Regions from separate parts of the Mus musculus genome. Here regions 1, 2, 3, 5 and 6 are each linked to region 4. The links are chromatin contacts, called in public Hi-C, HiChIP or PLAC-seq and promoter capture Hi-C maps. All regions are on one chromosome and are shown on one strand. Each heading gives the region's core, a stretch centred on a gene start, on an enhancer-like site or on the middle of the called end of the contact. The rest is flanking DNA. Distances are from core to core; before and after follow the strand shown. Region 1 overlaps Hcn1 (hyperpolarization activated cyclic nucleotide gated potassium channel 1). Region 2 overlaps Hcn1 (hyperpolarization activated cyclic nucleotide gated potassium channel 1). Region 3 holds the start of Emb (embigin). Region 4 holds the start of Hcn1 (hyperpolarization activated cyclic nucleotide gated potassium channel 1). Region 5 has its middle 15 kb from the start of Gm26349. Region 6 has its middle 31 kb from the start of Gm26349.

Region 1 (2,700 bases), core at 90-2,589, 260 kb before region 4:
AGATATAGAAGTAACTAGGAAACTGAAATCAAACCATAGAGAAAACAAGTTTGTATAAGAACATAAACTACTTAAAACTTAGTCCTTTATGTTGAGTATTTATATAATATTCACTTTGTCACTATAAAAACATATTTTCACCTGTTTCTAGCTCTGACCGTCCACCTCAGCAAAGGTAGAATTTTCCCTTAGCATTTCATATATCTTGTGTATTGACAGAATGCCATAGCTTTCCTACTTTTTCATTTTCTAAATGGATTTCCACTGGGCTTATGATCTCTCTACCAGAGCTAAGCACTGACACTGAAAACAAACAAAATATTGATCCAACAATTTTGCTAATACATTTATAGAAAGTTGCAATCATAAAGGATATGGGAAAATACTTGTACTATTCATTGAGAAAACTAAATTTTCTCTAATAACTGTCAATACATATATACATAATATAATATATTCAGATGTTTCAACTTTATTTTACTCTACTATGTAGGAAGGATGCATTTTATTATTTGTTCCAAGTCTCATCTGATTTGCCTATCATTGTGTGATACACAAAAGATTCCAAAAGAACCATGTCTTTATGATTTTGCCAGTATTCTTTCTTCAATAATGGTCAGAACCACAAGCAAAAACATCAAGTATGATTTTTATGAATCTCTTATAACAACATATAAGATCTTATGATTATCACAATAGCTAGTGGGAACTAGAATGTCCTTTTTTATATTCATCTTGGAATGATGATATGATTCTCAGTTCCGTTAACTTGCCCATGGCCTCACTGTAAGAACATCTGTCTCTCATTTGCCTGACATACTGTTTATAGGCACAATACATTTTAGGCAGCACCTTGTTATCTTGTGTTTGGTTCACAGTAGAGTGTTTAAGAAGAAACTCAGAGCATCTTCTGCATAAATTGTTACCATTTTGATAATTGCAGTCCAAGTCAAATTATTATTAGTTCATACCTGGGAGAAACAGTATGTCACACAATGTCACCTTTACTACCCAGTGTTGCCATAATGTCATCAGTCCTTAGCACTAATTCATGATATCAGCATTTAACAAAATTGAAATTGTGTAGGAAACACTTGTCTTTTGCAAAAATCATATCAATCTCAGGATTAAGTGATCATTCTAACAGCTGTGTAATAATTATATAAATAACCAACCACACATATTAGTAAGATCTAGAGTGTGAAGGAATCACCTTAAATTGCATAAACATAGACAAAGCCTTCAGCAACAAGTAATTTCAAGTTGCTATATTGCTTATGCAATCTAAGAGATAAGCCTGGGGAATACTCTGCCGTGTAAGGTGGTGAGAAAAGACAGGAGGATTGAGCACTCAGCTATTTTTAGAAGCCTAACTCTCAACTTAAAACTCTTACCCTGTGCTCAGTGTGTTCTGTGTATTCTTAGCAGGTAATGCATCTGTTTCAGCGTCCCTTCGGGGATAATCTGTTTTGACATTTAAATCCACATAAGCTTTATACAAATGTAATATTTATAATTTACAGAATCCTTGATCAGATCCCATGAACAATTACACAGAAAATTTAAACACCAAATAATACTTAGAAGAGGCAGAATATATTTTGTTAAATTAATAAAATAATACTATAGATATTTATCTCTCTCCCTCTCTCTGTCTCTCTCTGTCTCTTTGTCTCTCTGTCTCTGTCTCTCTCTTGTGTGCTTGCATACATGTGTGTGTATGTGTGTGTGAGTGTGTGTGTCTATGAGAGAAAGAGTAATAAGAAGAGTAGGTAGAAGGAGGAAGGAGAGAGAGAGAGGTTCTTTATAAAATATTTAAAGTTCAATCTAGATTCTTCCAGGTACACCCTTGCATACTCATGGAAACTTATCTGGAAATGTGTAGCAAATAAGTACAGAAAGAAGGATACTTAAAACAAAATATGTGTCCTTAAAAAACAAAAAACAAAAAACGACTTACTGCTTTTGATTCTACAAGCATACCAAGCTGGGAAGATGTCGATTCACGCACAGTTCCCATTGTCAATGAGCTCCTTTAGATTCTCAAAAATAAGAATGAAAGTACATGGGCAAATGTTCGACTTGACATATGGCATTAATAACCCAAGAAAATAACGTGAAGCTGCTTCCCACTGAATGCCAGGCTCGGTCTCTTGAAATCATCATAAGGAAGGCAATTTACTTGCTTTCTTGTTAGAGAAAGAAACTACCCATTTTTTTTTTACTTTAAAGAAATAATTATTTTCACAGAAGTTCTGATGAAAAAAAAACCAGCACACATAAGACAACTCAACTAATATTATCTTTCATTGATTAGTCATTGTTTTTCACGAATCTTATCAAATGATCCCAGAAGTTGATCCTCGAATCCTCCTATGGAATTGTTTGCTTCCAATTCTACTATTGCCATACCCAGTACCCTCTATTTTAGGAATAAGGAACGACAACCAGCATTTCCTGAGGCAGGCATTTACTTAGTACACTTTATGTGGAAGACTGAACTAAAAATGAAACACAATGCCAATTTTGATGGTTAGTAAGTTTACATTAAAGGACACACAGATTACACATATATCATGTCTTAGTACCTCAGTATAGAAGGAAATACCACTGACGATTCCACACACTGTTGTTGACTGCCTTAATAATTAACAGCATGCATTTCTCAGTCCAATGCAGTCAGGGAAAGAAGAAAACATG
Region 2 (2,700 bases), core at 7-2,506, 340 kb before region 4:
AAAATTTCAAAATCTTTTATTATGGTAAAATACTATTATATTTATAAAATTATTTAGCATCACACCTGGAACCTTAAGACTAGTTATTTAGAGAATATTGATTTCATAAAACTCTAGAATATCAGTTCATATATATTTGTGTGTGTGTTTATATGTGCATGTAGTGAAGTGAATATAATTTAAAAGATTGAAGCTGTATTTCAGTTGAAAATCCTTTAAGATTACTTATTCCTTCCACACAGCCCATCCTCGACTGTGCACATTGACTTAGGCTGTGTTTCAGTGCTACCACGTTTAGGTAAACACAATCAGGAGAATGCACACATTTTTCAGTTGACATGAGCATCAAATCAATGAACTCTTGGCAGTGTCCTCATGCATATATCTTGCTTTATATGACATTGGCCCTTTCGCATATTTAATGCTTAACACACAGGACATACTAGAAACCATGTACTGTTCTAAATGCTTTAGATATATTGAATTATCTAGTTCCTTGTGCAAACCTAATGTGGGGAGAATTACGATTAATCCAAATTTACAGATATGAAACTGAGTCTTGGAGACACCATCCTCCTCTTCTCTAAGACCCAGGCCCATGTTCATTATCCCGCTCCCTCTCAACATATTTTAAGAAACCTCAAAGCATAGCCATCTTTATTTATTTTACCTGACTTCTTGTGAAAAATGCTAGATGAGTGGCATAAACTCAACATCCTAAATAATGATAAAGATAAGGCACATTCTCTTTAAAAAAAATAACATGGACTTAAGTATAGTTAGGAATATTTTACATGTTTAGACACCTAAAATTAAAGAGTTGGCCAAGCACATTTACTCCCCCCGCAAATGTCATTCCAATGAATTGTTCAGCTTGAAGTCACCATAGGAGGTGTCTGACTTAATAATCTCATTTTACAGAATATAGTCTTGAGCTCTTGGACTTCAGACAAATTGCTCAGAGACATGCATTTAGTTCCTCCCCACGGCCCCGGGACTCGAGCCTGGCTCTGTGGATGCTGAGCATACAGCCACATCATGCTGCTTGGTAATCTTTTTATAGATTAGGTCCTAAATATAGACTTTGGTAATTTAATTTGGAATATCATGAGAGAGGAAGCATCAACCAATAAAATGTGCTGAAGCTCCTCCAACAGGTGACGCATATCGAATCAAGGTCAGCCGGTGATGCTGATGCAAGGTGAGAGCTATTTGGACCTTCCAATGTGCAGTGAGGTCTAAATCTAAGAGTTACATGTAAGGTGATCCATAATGAACTGCCTCCATCTATTGTCAGCACAGGTGGAAGGCCACACAGAAAAGAAGCCAGCCAGAGATGGAGTTGAAATGAGGGCACAGTGAGAAACCAGCCATCTGTCCACCAGCAGTGCAGCTCGGCAGGGCAGCAGCAGGGCCTTCCAAATGAGCCTACTCAAACAGCAGAGTTCTGAGTCAGGGCTTTAATCACAAGTAGTGCTTCCTTTATATATATACATATATATATATATATATATATATATATATATATATATATATGTGTGTGTGTGTGTGTGTGTGTGTGTGTGTATGTATGTATGTATATATCATATATATATATATATATATATATATATATATATATATATATATTCATGCAGTATATTCTGATCATGGTTGTCCCTCATCCAACCCCAACCTAGGTCCTCCCAACCTTCCCTCCCACCCAAAGCCACACCCTTTATTTCTCTTTTTTTGTTAGAAAACAAACAGGTGTCGAAAATAACAATAAAATAAAAACAAACAAGAATAGAATAAAACAAAGAAAATTAGCCAAAAAGAAAACCTAAGAAATACACATAGACATACTCTCTCCGTGTTTCTTTATGTACTTATGAGAGATCTCTGTAAGGATGTGTTAAACTGAAATACCACACAGTGTCAAAGACCTGAGCGTCTTGTATACCTGCATGACTCTGTACATTAAAATGTTCTTTTGAGAAAGACAAAGACTCTTTCATTGCTTCCAAATCTAAACTTTGTGTCTTGAAGGATGATTATTATTTCAACTATATTGAGGTTTGGTCTTGTTGTTAATTAAAATGCTAAGTGTAGGCTCCCAAGCCCTGGAATCTGGATGTAGACCTGTGTGACCCTAGCTTCAAATTTTTTCTGATTGGTAAATAAAGATGCTGACAGCCAATAGCTGAGCAGAAGAGATAGGTGGGGTTTAGGATTTCCAGCTTGGGGTTGGAGGAAAACAAGGAGGAAAGAAGTCTTTGGAGGAGGAGAGAGAAGCTGCCATGGCTTAGGTAAGCCATAAAAACATGGCCTTGAGGTCTGGCCAATTGGAGTTAAGAGAAGCTGAAATGAAACATAGTAAGTAATAACTTGGGGCTATCGATAGGAAAATCGATTCTAACAGCATAGAGGGTAAGTATCTGTCCAGTTCTTGTGCTGCTTATGGCTTATTGTAAATATAAAAGTTGTTTGTGTGTCTTCTGTCCAGGAACTAAATAATCAAAGAAAGAGTAGAAACCCCGGGCTGGGATTAAAATTTTTTTACAACACGACTCCCTTTGCTCTAGTAATTAAGGGTGGAATTTAAAAGGTAAGAGGGGGCAGTGGTATATTACAAGTAAAGTCTGGACCTGAGCTCTTCAGTGAAGCTGCTGGGCTTAAAGACTGTGTGGAAACTACCTTTGCAGATGCACATCTCTCCCT
Region 3 (2,700 bases), core at 169-2,668, 380 kb after region 4:
CCAGGTTCGCCTGGTAAGGTCATGTCCTAAACTATTATGATGGAAAACATGTGGAACAAGAAAATCTAGGGACTAGAAGAATCCAAGTTAACAGTGTGTGTGTGTGTCCTTTTGACCATTTTCTTTTATACTATGTTTAACCAATCTACATGCTATAACCTCATGGAAATAATTTATAATAGCGCAAAACCTTGTGTGGAATAATGTCTGGATTTAGTTCCCAGTAAAGCCAGTCTTTCAACTGCTTAAGAAAGTTAGTGGTGACTTAAATGGGAGCTAACCTGCCACAGACACAGGAACTTGCACTGAAAAGCATTGGATCGCTTGCAACACATAAAGTATAAAAAGGTGAGTTAAGGTGGCAAAATAGATCTTGACCCGGTAATGTTTTTCACGGAAATCCTTCTGTCCGCATGCCGTAAACACGCAACCCAACACCCTTGAAAAATGTTTTGTTTTTATAAAGATTGTTATGAAAAGACAACACACACGTCTAATTTTCTTATCTGGGCTTGTTTGAGTTGGCTGGCTATCGCGATTTTTACCCTCTGCTCTAAAAATCATACTCAATTTCAACACCTGCCAGGAGGAAAGGTGATACGAGAGCCTCGCTGTGGCTCTAATGAAGGGAGCCGGCCTCGCGGAATGTGGACTCATAATCATGCCACACTAGCAGAAGCCCCCAGTCTCCCCCGCACAAACCCACGCACTCTATTTGCCCACTTCCTAGGAAAAATCCGACCCTGTCTCACTACCAGCTCCCAGGATCAAACTGAGCTTTACTGGGACGGGATCATCCCTATACCCGGCGGATGCGGAGCCACCCGGGCTCCCACGTTTCCTCCTTGGGTAACCCGCGCCCAGCCAATGAAAGGCCACCCCCCTCTCCGCTCCGTAGCCGCCTGCGCCTGCATCCCCGCGGCCCCTGCGCGAGCGGCAAGGGATGTCGTCGGGCTGGAGGGTCGCCGCCACTGAGCCTCTTCCGGTGAACCCAGAGCCCTCCCCGCGCCAGCCCCCCGAACCCCCCAGGTACCTGTGGGATCGCCCTCAGCCGGATCAGGGCGCGTCGCCGCCAGAAGACATAGAAGGAGGAGCGGGTAACCAGGCGCCACAAGCGCCCTCAGGCCAGTGTGCGAGCGCATGGCGCGGGCGGGTCTGTCCAGGAGGTCGCTAAGGCACCCTCAGCTCGCTGCGATCCGTCTCCGTTGGTCCCTGTGTACACTTGCTGGTAACTGGGCGCCCACTGCCAGTCCTGGGGACAGGACACTCGAGAATAAACCGAGTGGGAGGGGCCCGGCCGCCCTGGCCTCCACCCCCGAGACGCTCCCAGCGCAATTGCGCCGGCCTTCCATCAATTATGCAGCCCGCAGCCCGCTACCGGCGCGCCCGGATGTGCTGTGCAACCTCGGCGCCGAATCCTCTCCCGCCCCCACCCTCTGGCTAACACAGGTTGGGGAGGGACCTAGCTCCTGGAGCCAGCCAGGTGTGTGTACCCCATCACCTCCCGGAGGGGTTGCAACTCCCCACAGAGTGTTCTTTCCATCCGTTGGATGGGTTCACACATTTACTTTGATGTGACAGGTGAAAAGGACCGGATAGTTCTGCTCCTATACATCTTTGGATGTGCAAAGGTTTCTTCTTACCAGACCGAGGGCGCTATTCAGTGCCCCCAAGCCCGGTACTTAAATTAATGTTTCTCAGAGCTTTCTATTAGTCGTGCATACCCTCCCCCTCTGAAGGTTTGGCCAGTTCCCTCCGGATTAAGATTTCAGAGTCCCTAGGCCCCACAGTGTGTTTCCCTTTGTTTGCTTGCGGCAACAGCTCTCCTGGCGCCAAAGAGCTCACCAAACAAAAACTAAGTTAAGGGGATTCTGTGTAAATGGCAGAAGGCCATTCATCTTTGTCAAACATTGTGGAATACAATGTTATCTCTTACCCACGCGGGGCCGGAGGTTGAAGTTTCTTACTCTCCTATCAAATAAATTGAGATAGTTCAAAACAATTGTTTTCCTATTCAGCGGGAAAGGCGTCTAGGTTAAAACTAGTGAGCCTTAAATCCGGGGCACTCAGCAAGCCCTACTTAGTAGCCCTTTGTCCCTTAGGAACCTCCACTCAGGTAAAACTGAAGGAAGGAATTAAAGAATGATGTGGTATGAAGCAGAGCTGGAGTTAATTAAAAAGAGGGTTTTCTCAGAGTAGATTTAAATATGAGGGCTAATAACAATAAGACACATCCAAGACCAGGTGCATGGGTTTCAGAGCTGTGTTTTAACAGTAACCATAAAGACCATTTTGGTGGCTCCCAAGTTACAACTCAAAGGGGCTGCTAAGAGCCCCTCCCCCCATCCCTCCTTTTTGTAGGGTGGCTACAGGGGCGCCTTTCGTGGAGTTACAGTCTGATAAGATCAAAACATGGACTGCAAGCGTTCTACCGGATAGTTAAGACATTTCCTTTTGTTGTAAATGGGGTTGCAGGTGAGATTCCTGGAAAACTGTGGGCTTATACATGGAGAAGAAGAAAAGTCATGTCATTTACGCTGAGGGCATTAAACGCGACCCGTAGCAATTTTTACCTTTTTGTTTGAGGTCTCTATGAAGATAATAGTGTCTCTGTGTAACACAGCAAATACTAGTTGTGATGGAATGCTTGCCTGAGGTGGGGGCAGGTCTATTATTATTATTATTATTATTATTATTATT
Region 4 (2,700 bases), core at 180-2,679:
AGGCTTCCAGTCAAGTTCTTGCCCAGTGGGGCAGCGCCCGCTCCGCTAAAATCTCAAGTCAGAGACTGACTACCCAAGCGCAAGTGCCCTTCCTGTGCCTGCCAGCCACTGATCTGGAGAAATTCAGTGGTGACAGGGGTGCCTATAAGCATAAGAACAACAGATTAACACTCCCAGGGGCGAGAGTGGCAGGAACAGCTAGGACCTGTGAGTCACTGTCTCCAGTTTCCTCATCTCCGGGATCCCAGAAGCATCTTTTTTCATTTCTTTGGGGAACTGCTCTTAGCAAGGATACCTGTCTCGTCCTAACATTACCAAACTAAAAGTTTCCCTAGTGCAACTTAACAACCTCCCGTCCACGGGTCACGGTGGCCTTCTTCCCTCCTCTGCTGTCCCCAAAGTTCACCAGGCAAAGGAGAAGAGCCTCCCTGGCGCTCCGGGGAGAAGAAACTCCCTACCCTAAACCTGTCGTCGGTGGAAACTAGTTGGAAGAGTGGAGTATGGCCAGTCTAAGTAGAAGCCTCCAGCATCGCCGCCCCGCCTGCCCCGCACCCCCACTGTGAATCCCCGGGGCGCACCTTCCCAGAGGCAGGATAGGATGCTGGAAGGCGCGTCAGGGGGAGCAGGGTGGGGCGGCTCCAGGGAGTCCTCACCTGAAGTCACTGTACGGATGGATAATCCAGAAGCCTGCAGTTTTAACCCTTTCCTGCTCCTTCTCCACCGCCTTCTGGCTCCCAAACATGCGGAGGGAGAATTTGTTGACCCCAGGCTGCAGCATGGAGGTGAACTGCCTCTGCATGAAACCATACTGCCGCCGGGGCCCCTCGGCATCCTCGAAGCTGCCCGCCGGCTCCTCTCCTCCGCCGCCGTCCACCTTGAAGCACACGGAGTTGCCATGTTCCTTCCCGGCCGCGCCGCCCCCCGGCGGGGTCCCCAGGCGCTTGTCGGCCGCCACCGGCCCCGTCGCGGGCGCCTTGGAGGGGAAGACGCTGTTGCCATCGTCGCGGCTGTTGGACGCGGAGTTGGGTTTGCCGCCGCCTTCCATGCCCGGAGGACGCGACCGGCGACGGCGCGGGCTCCAGACTCGCCGGGGGCTCGAAGCCAAGGAGCAGGGGCCGGAGCCGGCTGCCCGTCGCGGCGGCAGCGGCGGCGGCGGCTACTGCTTCCCGCCCGCCCGCTGCTCCGCTGCGCGCCTGGCTCCCGCCGCCGCCGCTGCCCTCAGTGGCTGCGCTGCCGGCTCTGCCGCGCTCCGGGCTCCGCCGCGCCTGGTACTGAGGCTGAGGCTGAGGCTGCGGGCGCGGGGCGAGGCTCCTCCGCTCGGCACCCGCGCGCCAGCGCCGCCCCTCGGCTGCCCCCTGCTGGCCGCAGACCGCCTCTACCCGCGCGCGCCCCGCCGCTCGCCTGTGCCACTTCTGCCCAGCGTGACATTGAACTCCTGAGCCCGCCCCGGACGCGTATTTGTACGTTTGGAGGGAGGCTCTCTGGATGTGGGTTTGCAAAAGTGGGAGGGCAGAAAAGGGAAGGAGGGGGAGGAAAAGGGGAGGAGGGAAACGACAGAGGGAAGGAGAGATGGAAGGAGGGAGGCAGGGGGGGAGAAGGGAAAGACAGACAGACAGACAGACAGACAGACAGAGACTGAGAGAGAGCTGAACTAGCAAATTGCGTTAATTCAGAACAAAACTCCACCTAAAACACCAGAGACACTGAACGCCTGTTGGAATGATGTTACAAATAGAGAAAGGGGGTCAGGTTAATTCTGCACACTATCAATCCACTTGTAAAGCTAGGTGAAGATAAAATCAAGGAGACACGCTGAAAAAGGCATGTCGTGGAAAAGAGGGAGAGAGGGACAGAAGAGAGAAGCAAGAAGACAAGAGGGAAAAATGAAAGATGGGGGCGGGGAGGGGCACACAACTAGCAAATAGATCTTTGTAGCCCTGGATAATCAGCTGCCTGGAGCTTTTCAGATTAAGGATCTGTACCTAGGGACAGACAACTGACCTCCTTCTACTTATCCTGTTTATTCTCACACAGCTCCTTAAACGGGAATGGGGTTCCTTCCTAGGAAGGCCACTAACATCAACACACATGTGAGCAAATTTATTGGCCAGTCCTGCTGGAAAGAAAAGAAAAAAATGTGTAAGAGATAAGTGGCCTAAGATGACCTTCCTTTTAAGATAAGTTATACAATCAATAACCACACAGAGAGATAAATATGCCGCACTGTGTTCAGCAACACCAGGCTCAGAGGTCGAGATAACTTGGAATCCAGTCAGGATGCCATGAAGTATTCTCTGGTGAAGTTGACCACGTGCGACTGATGCTGAGGACAGCGATCTCAGATTTCTCTTGTTCCCTTGGTGTCTCCCCAACCCACTGGATTAGCTAATGGAAGCAAAATGTGCTGCCAAAGTTACCATTCACTCAGCAGGGCATCTTGGAAGTCTGAAGAGTTTCGAGACTATAAGCAGCCCAGAACATCTGTTCAAGATACCAGCAAGCATTACCTCCATGCCCACAGCCTCTTCAAAGCCAAGCTCACCCAGCCAAGACATAGATAGATCCTCTGATTTACTGTTTGCTAAGGTCGCATGGGAGAGAAGAGACACTTCGGGAAGAGATTCTTTGTCAGAGTGCCAACCTGTGGCACAAGATGAAAAAAAAAAACAGGTGAGGCCAATCACTTTGGGTTTTGTTCTG
Region 5 (2,700 bases), core at 182-2,681, 420 kb before region 4:
TTCCTATCTGTCACATTTTCACCAACTCCCTACCCACCTGTAAAGGGACCCTGATTCTCCCATGGATTGAGGGGCCCGACTGAGTACAGTCCTGGGCACTTTCCTAGTTTTCCCTCCAAAACTTCCCTATCCCCTCCCCCATCGCCCTACTCCCCAATCCACCCACTCCCACTTCCTGGCCCTGGCCCCTATACTGGGGCATAGAACCTTCACAGGACCAAGGGCCTCTCCTCCCATTGATGACCTATTAGGCCATCCTCTTCTACATATGCAGATGGAGCAATGAGTCCCACCACATGTTTTCTTTGATTGGTGGTGTAGTCCCTGGCAGCTCTGGGGGGTACTGGTTAGTTCATAATGTTGTTTTTCCTATGGGACTGCAAACCCCTTCAGCTCCTTGGATACTTTCTCTAGCTCCTTCATAGGGGACCCTGGACCTGGACCTTTCTACCTGTAGATGGTCCAATAGACCCTGGACAACAAAGAAATGGCCAACTTGACCAACATCCCCATCCCCAGTTTCTTAGGTTTCCCAGAAACATGTTACTCCAAAGTCAGCAGGAAGCAGCTAAAGATCACCATGACCCTACTTGCTTCACCATCACCTCTTTCTAGTTTCTATTTTTAATTAAACCAAAATGGAGGAATGTTAGCATGTTGGCATCCCTTCTAGGGTCCGCTTAACAATTAACTAGCAACAACTAGGTAGGAGCCTGGCTTGCTATAAAAAGATTGTTTGGCCTCTCACACTCCCCCACCTCCCATCTCTGCCTCTGTCTGGTTTTCCTCTGGCTTCTCTCTCTCCTTCCCTCTCCCCTTCTCTCTCTCCACCAGTTCCTGTCCAGCCTCCTCTTCCTCTCTCTCTCTCTCTCTCTCTCTCTCTGTCCACGTCTGTCCCTTCTCTTTCTCTGCCTCTACTCCCTTCTCAACCATCCTGCCCATGCCCCCAAATAAACTTCATTTTATACTAGACTCTTTGTGTGACTTATACCTGGGGGGAAGAGGATGACTCAGCACGGGCCCATTAAGGTACCAGTCCTAATCCCACTGCATCATACTACATTTTACAAAACATATCAAAAAGGTATATGTGTCTCTTTAGAATATCTTCATCTCTGCTAGACTAGTTATATTTTTTGTCTTAGCACCTGAATCTTGTGGTGGGATATGTTTATAGCTTAGAGAAAAATAATAAACAGAATGCAAGTAGGGACCAAAGTGGCAACATATTTAGTTCCTACTAGTCATAGTGAGAACCATTTTTAATAACCTCTTGTCTTTTTGTCACCTTTGAAATGGCAACTCAATGTCACGGCCTTCACAAAGGGTCTTGTCACAACCTAGACTGTCATCTAGCTTATGATCCTCCAGTCTCACCTTCACACTGTAGTAGCTAAGTACTCCATCACTGAGGTCTGAGGCCAGCCCTGTGTGTAACTAGAGATTGTTTAGACAATACAAGGAATTCTAGGAATGCAAAAGATCCAGTATGTTATCTCACACCTACAGAGGAAATTGTCCACAAAAAGAAACTGTGGCTTTTGCTTATTAAAGGCCCTGCCTCCCCTTTAAGCTTAGGTGGCAGTCTCAAATCCCACCAAGGAGATTGGTCAGCTGCAACTTAGATATAATTCTTAAATTAAACCTCAATAGAGTTTAGGTAGTCTCCCTGGTGGCCTTGAATTCCACAACAGCACATGCCAGGTTTCTCAGCAAGCACTACCATACCCAGTGGGACTTGATTTCAGTTCTAATTTCTCATAACCTATACTTTATGTCATGCCCAGCCACTGGTCCTCAATAAGCCAGCTAAAACAGCTAAATGAAAGGCAGAAAGCAGAAAATGATTTTTCGATGTGGTCACATTGGGAAGAGTGACAAAGAGAGCCAGCAAACCCCTCAACTTTGACTTGAGGATTTTGAAGATATTAAGATCATAGGCTATGAACATCTAAGCAGTCCTACTTAAGCAGGACTTAAGTGGGCCCTCCTACCATTATTTGGTTTTCAGTCTTATCCAGTAAGATTGTTTGACAAGCTGTTAGAACTGTTTTAAATTTCTCTGGAACCCTGTTCTGGCCAGTCTTGTATCAGAATGACACACAAACAAGAGGTGTCTGAAGATGTGGGAAGGGAGGGCTTAATTGAAAAAACAAAACAAAACAAAACAAACAGCAACAACAACAAAGTCTCCATGAGACCCTGCTGTAAGGCATTTTCTTAACTAGTGATTAATGGGGGAGGGACCAGCCCATTGTGGGTAGTTCCATCCCTGTGCTGGTGGTCCTGTGTTCTATAAGAAAGCAGGCTGAGCAAGCCATGGGATATAAGGCAGTAAGCAGCACCCCTCCATGGACTCTGCATCAGCTCCTGCCTCTAGGATCCTACCATAACTGAGTTCCTGCCCTGACTTCCCTCAGTGACAAACAGCAATACAGAAGAGTAAGCTGCATAAACTCTTTCTGCCCCAAATTGCTCTCTGGTTGTGTCTCACTACAGCAACAGACACACCCTTTCTATCTCCCAGCATAAAATGTCTGGGGAAATTCCCTTTTCTTCAAGATTCATTGTTTTAATAGTACAAGTAACTCTTTAAAATATCTCTACTTCCATAGGAACAATAATATAGATGGAAAGAATGAAAAAAAACCCATAATTTTCCATTTATTTTTCTAGTGAATCTTACATTATATCTGGTGA
Region 6 (2,700 bases), core at 123-2,622, 400 kb before region 4:
TCACTATGTAACCCAACATAAATTCAAGCAAATTTACACCAAAAACTGCATAAGGATACTTTAAATAAATGTATTCATAATTCCCAAAACATGGAATCTTCCAACATGTTTGACATTGGAAAATCATCAGAGTGCACTTAGACAGTAAGATATTTAGCACTTAATAGAAAGGAGTTGTCAAGTCATGAAGTGATATGGAAGAGACTTAAAAGAATATTATCAAGTGAAACAAGTTAATATGCAGAGGTGATATATTAGAAGACTCCATATAAGTGACATTTTGAAAAAATACAGGCAAAAATTTTTTTAAGATGAGGTGAAAATATCAGTTATCAGAAGTTTGTAGGTTGACGAGAAGGATGGTATGGAGAGAGACACAGGCTGTTCAGAGCAGTGCAATCGGTCTCTGTATACTCTAAAAGTTGGCCTTAAGTCATACGGTTATAACCCAAAGAACGTTCAACAACAAGTAACATCTCATGTAATAGATAGGCTTTAGGTAACAAGCCTAAACAAGGATTATCTGTGTAATTGTTCATTGTGTACTGGCTGATTTTCAACTTGACACAAGCTGTTGTAGTTATCACAGAGAAAGGAGCCTCCCTTGAGAAAATGCCTCCATGAGATCCAGCTGTAAGGTATTTTCTCAATTAGTGATCAATGGGGGAGGACCCATTGTGGGTGTTGCCATCCCTGGGCTGGTAGTCCTGGGTTCTGTAAGAAAGCAAGCTAAGGAAGCCAGGGGAAGCAATGTAAGCAGTACCCCTCCTTGTCCTCTGCATCAGCTCCTGCCTCCAAGTTCTTGCCCTATGTGAATTTCTATCCTGACTTCCTCTGGTGATGAACAGCAATGTGGAAGTGTAAGCTGAATAAACCCTATCCTCCCCAACTTGCTTCTTGCTTATGTTTTATGCAGGATTACAAACCCTGACTAAGATGCATTGTAACAAAATGCCCCAGTCTGGTACTGATATCTATACTAAGGAACCTATATTAGAAGTCATATAGTCATATTTTTCTTGTTAGCAGAATAAAATAAAAAAAGACCTAACTACTGCTATTTCATTTGGGTGTTTTCTATTCTTAAACTAATTATTTAAGTTTTCCCGAGTCTTGGTTTTCTGGCTTGAAAATATAGACCACAAAAATCGACTGGACAATTGGAAGATATAATGGTTGGTATTATTGTCAATTTTAATCTAGATGACCTGGGAGACAGGACTCTGGGAAAGCCTTTGAGGAATTATTGTGGTAAGTGTTGTGACAAGATATTCCATCTGTGGCTGGGATCAGAAAATATACAGCTAAAAAAAAATGGGAGCAGAGCAGAACACACTTTCATTATGTTCTTTTCTCATTACACATGTGTTTGTAATTATTTCAATTACTTCAAATTCCTGCTCCCAGGATGACTCCCATAGTATGATGACCATACCCTTGAACCATGTGGCAGAATAAATATTTTTTCCCCTAAAGTTTCTTTTTTTTTTCTGAATATTTTATCATGGCAATAGGAAAATAAACTAAGAAGACTTCAAAAAGATAATTTGTAAAACATTAATAGATACTATAGTTAAAATAGTAAGTATATTTTCTTTATAAATATTCTTTTAATTTTTTAAACTGGTCCCCTGTGGGGCTGAGATGGGGGAGGGATCTTTATTTAAATTCTCCTAAGTCACAAAGGCAGCTGTGTAGCAATCTTCAGATCTCTTTCCTCAGGTCAGTGCTTGCTTTAGGCTTCTCTAAAGTCTCCTCTCTCCATGTGCTTTCCAATTCATTAGCAGTGTATGTTGTCTGCCTCTGATTTACCACAGTCTTAATTAACTCAGTTCTGGAGTTTTCCCTGTGCTGCCTCCTGTTTTTCTCTCCTCCTCTCCCAATCTTTTTACTGTGCACCTGGATTCTGCATTCTTCTATAAACACTTGATGTGATATGCATCATGATTGAGCCAGAATATAGCTCCTTTTACCTCTACAGAAGGAAATGTGCATCTGCTTCTAAGCACAAGCACAAATTCATTCCTGCCAGGTGATCATACATTGATCAAGAGAATTCCTTCTGTTTTTTTTTCTTTCTGTTCTTTTTCTTTCTGTTTTTTTAATTAGATATTTTCTTCATTTACATTTCAAATGCTATCTCCTTTCCTAATTTCTCCTCCAAAAATTCCCTATACCCTCCCCCTCCCCCTGCTCCCCAACCACCAACTTGAGCTTCCTGGCCCAGGCATTCCCTTATACTGGGGCATGGAATCTTCTGAAGACCAAAGGCCACTCCTCCCATTGATGGCTGACTAGGCCATCCTCTGCTCCATATGCAGGTAGGGAGATGAGCTCTGGGGGGTACTGGTTAGTTCATATTGTTGTTCCTCCTATAGGGCTACAGACCCATTCACCTCATTGGGTACTTTCTCTAGCTCCTTCATTAGGGACCCTATGTTCCATCCAATAGATGACTGTGAGCATCCATTTCTGTATTTGCCAGGCACTGGCAGAGCCTCACAGGAAACAGCTATATCAGGGTCCTGTCAGTAAAATCTTGTTGGTATGTGAAATAGTGTCTGGGTTTGGTGGTTGTTTTTGGGATGAATCCCCAGGTGGGGCAGTCTCTTGATGGTCTTTCCTTCAGTCTCAGCTCTGAACTTTGTCTCTGTAACTCCTTCCATGGGTATTTGGTTCCCTATTCTAAGCAGAAACAAA

The links. Promoter capture Hi-C pulls out the DNA fragments that hold promoters and counts their contacts. A called contact is a pair of places that touch in the nucleus more often than the background predicts. HiChIP or PLAC-seq counts read pairs in DNA pulled down with a chosen protein or histone mark.
Region 1: a Hi-C map of rod photoreceptor shows a contact between it and region 4, with 3 times the contacts expected there. The contact joins the enhancer-like site here to the promoter of Hcn1 in region 4. A contact is called at or near these places in 6 of 39 promoter capture datasets (the 3T3-L1 cell line, cranial neural crest, hematopoietic stem and progenitor cells and 3 more), 4 of 484 Hi-C or Micro-C datasets (cortical neurons, olfactory sensory neurons, rod photoreceptor and 1 more) and 1 of 9 other capture datasets (embryonic stem cells).
Region 2: a Hi-C map of cerebellum shows a contact between it and region 4, with 2.9 times the contacts expected there. The contact joins the enhancer-like site here to the promoter of Hcn1 in region 4. A contact is called at or near these places in 6 of 39 promoter capture datasets (the C10 cell line, embryonic stem cells, hippocampal neurons and 2 more), 6 of 484 Hi-C or Micro-C datasets (the AtT-20 cell line, brain, cerebellar granule neurons and 2 more), 3 of 115 datasets of contacts at active chromatin or transcription factors (forebrain, neural progenitor cells and stem cell-derived neural progenitor cells) and 1 of 9 other capture datasets (embryonic stem cells).
Region 3: an HNF4G HiChIP or PLAC-seq map of pancreatic cancer cells shows a contact between it and region 4. The contact joins the promoter of Emb here to the promoter of Hcn1 in region 4. A contact is called at or near these places in 5 of 39 promoter capture datasets (cranial neural crest, embryonic stem cells, pre-B cells and 2 more), 4 of 484 Hi-C or Micro-C datasets (all in embryonic stem cells) and 1 of 115 datasets of contacts at active chromatin or transcription factors (pancreatic cancer cells).
Region 5: an H3K27ac HiChIP or PLAC-seq map of embryonic stem cells shows a contact between it and region 4, with 3 times the contacts expected there. The contact joins the enhancer-like site here to the promoter of Hcn1 in region 4. A contact is called at or near these places in 17 of 39 promoter capture datasets (the 3T3-L1 cell line, 3T3-L1-derived adipocytes, the C10 cell line and 12 more), 1 of 484 Hi-C or Micro-C datasets (bone marrow-derived macrophages), 7 of 115 datasets of contacts at active chromatin or transcription factors (SST interneurons, differentiating embryonic stem cells, embryonic stem cells and 2 more) and 1 of 9 other capture datasets (macrophages).
Region 6: a contact with region 4 is called in a promoter capture Hi-C map of second pharyngeal arch cranial neural crest, with 4 times the contacts expected there. The contact joins the enhancer-like site here to the promoter of Hcn1 in region 4. A contact is called at or near these places in 18 of 39 promoter capture datasets (the 3T3-L1 cell line, 3T3-L1-derived adipocytes, the C10 cell line and 12 more) and 2 of 9 other capture datasets (embryonic stem cells and macrophages).

Annotation. Positions count from the first base shown.
Region 1 is chr13:117,857,275-117,859,974 of GRCm38.p6, reverse strand. All of the region lies in intron 3 of Hcn1 (hyperpolarization activated cyclic nucleotide gated potassium channel 1), which reads right to left. Among named protein-coding and RNA genes, the nearest start is that of Gm3474, 100 kb to the left of the region's middle. Within about 2 kb of position 1,339, at least 4 of the 459 cell types and tissues checked have an H3K27ac peak or open chromatin away from gene starts, as enhancers often do. A contact at or near this core is called in olfactory sensory neurons and rod photoreceptor, where this site is marked.
Region 2 is chr13:117,939,362-117,942,061 of GRCm38.p6, reverse strand. All of the region lies in intron 6 of Hcn1 (hyperpolarization activated cyclic nucleotide gated potassium channel 1), which reads right to left. Among named protein-coding and RNA genes, the nearest start is that of Gm3474, 18 kb to the left of the region's middle. Within about 2 kb of position 1,256, at least 10 of the 459 cell types and tissues checked have an H3K27ac peak or open chromatin away from gene starts, as enhancers often do. A contact at or near this core is called in the AtT-20 cell line and cerebellum, where this site is marked.
Region 3 is chr13:117,219,291-117,221,990 of GRCm38.p6, reverse strand. Emb (embigin) reads right to left here and starts at 1,418. Exons shown (of 9, transcript NM_010330.4): 1 at 1,034-1,418. The coding sequence starts at 1,142.
Region 4 is chr13:117,601,049-117,603,748 of GRCm38.p6, reverse strand. Hcn1 (hyperpolarization activated cyclic nucleotide gated potassium channel 1) reads right to left here and starts at 1,429. Exons shown (of 8, transcript NM_010408.3): 1 at 654-1,429. The coding sequence starts at 1,045.
Region 5 is chr13:118,020,117-118,022,816 of GRCm38.p6, reverse strand. No RefSeq gene overlaps it. Among named protein-coding and RNA genes, the nearest start is that of Gm26349, 15 kb to the left of the region's middle. Within about 2 kb of position 1,431, at least 17 of the 459 cell types and tissues checked have an H3K27ac peak or open chromatin away from gene starts, as enhancers often do. A contact at or near this core is called in embryonic stem cells, where this site is marked.
Region 6 is chr13:118,004,038-118,006,737 of GRCm38.p6, reverse strand. No RefSeq gene overlaps it. Among named protein-coding and RNA genes, the nearest start is that of Gm26349, 31 kb to the left of the region's middle. Within about 2 kb of position 1,372, at least 2 of the 459 cell types and tissues checked have an H3K27ac peak or open chromatin away from gene starts, as enhancers often do. A contact at or near this core is called in second pharyngeal arch cranial neural crest, where this site is marked.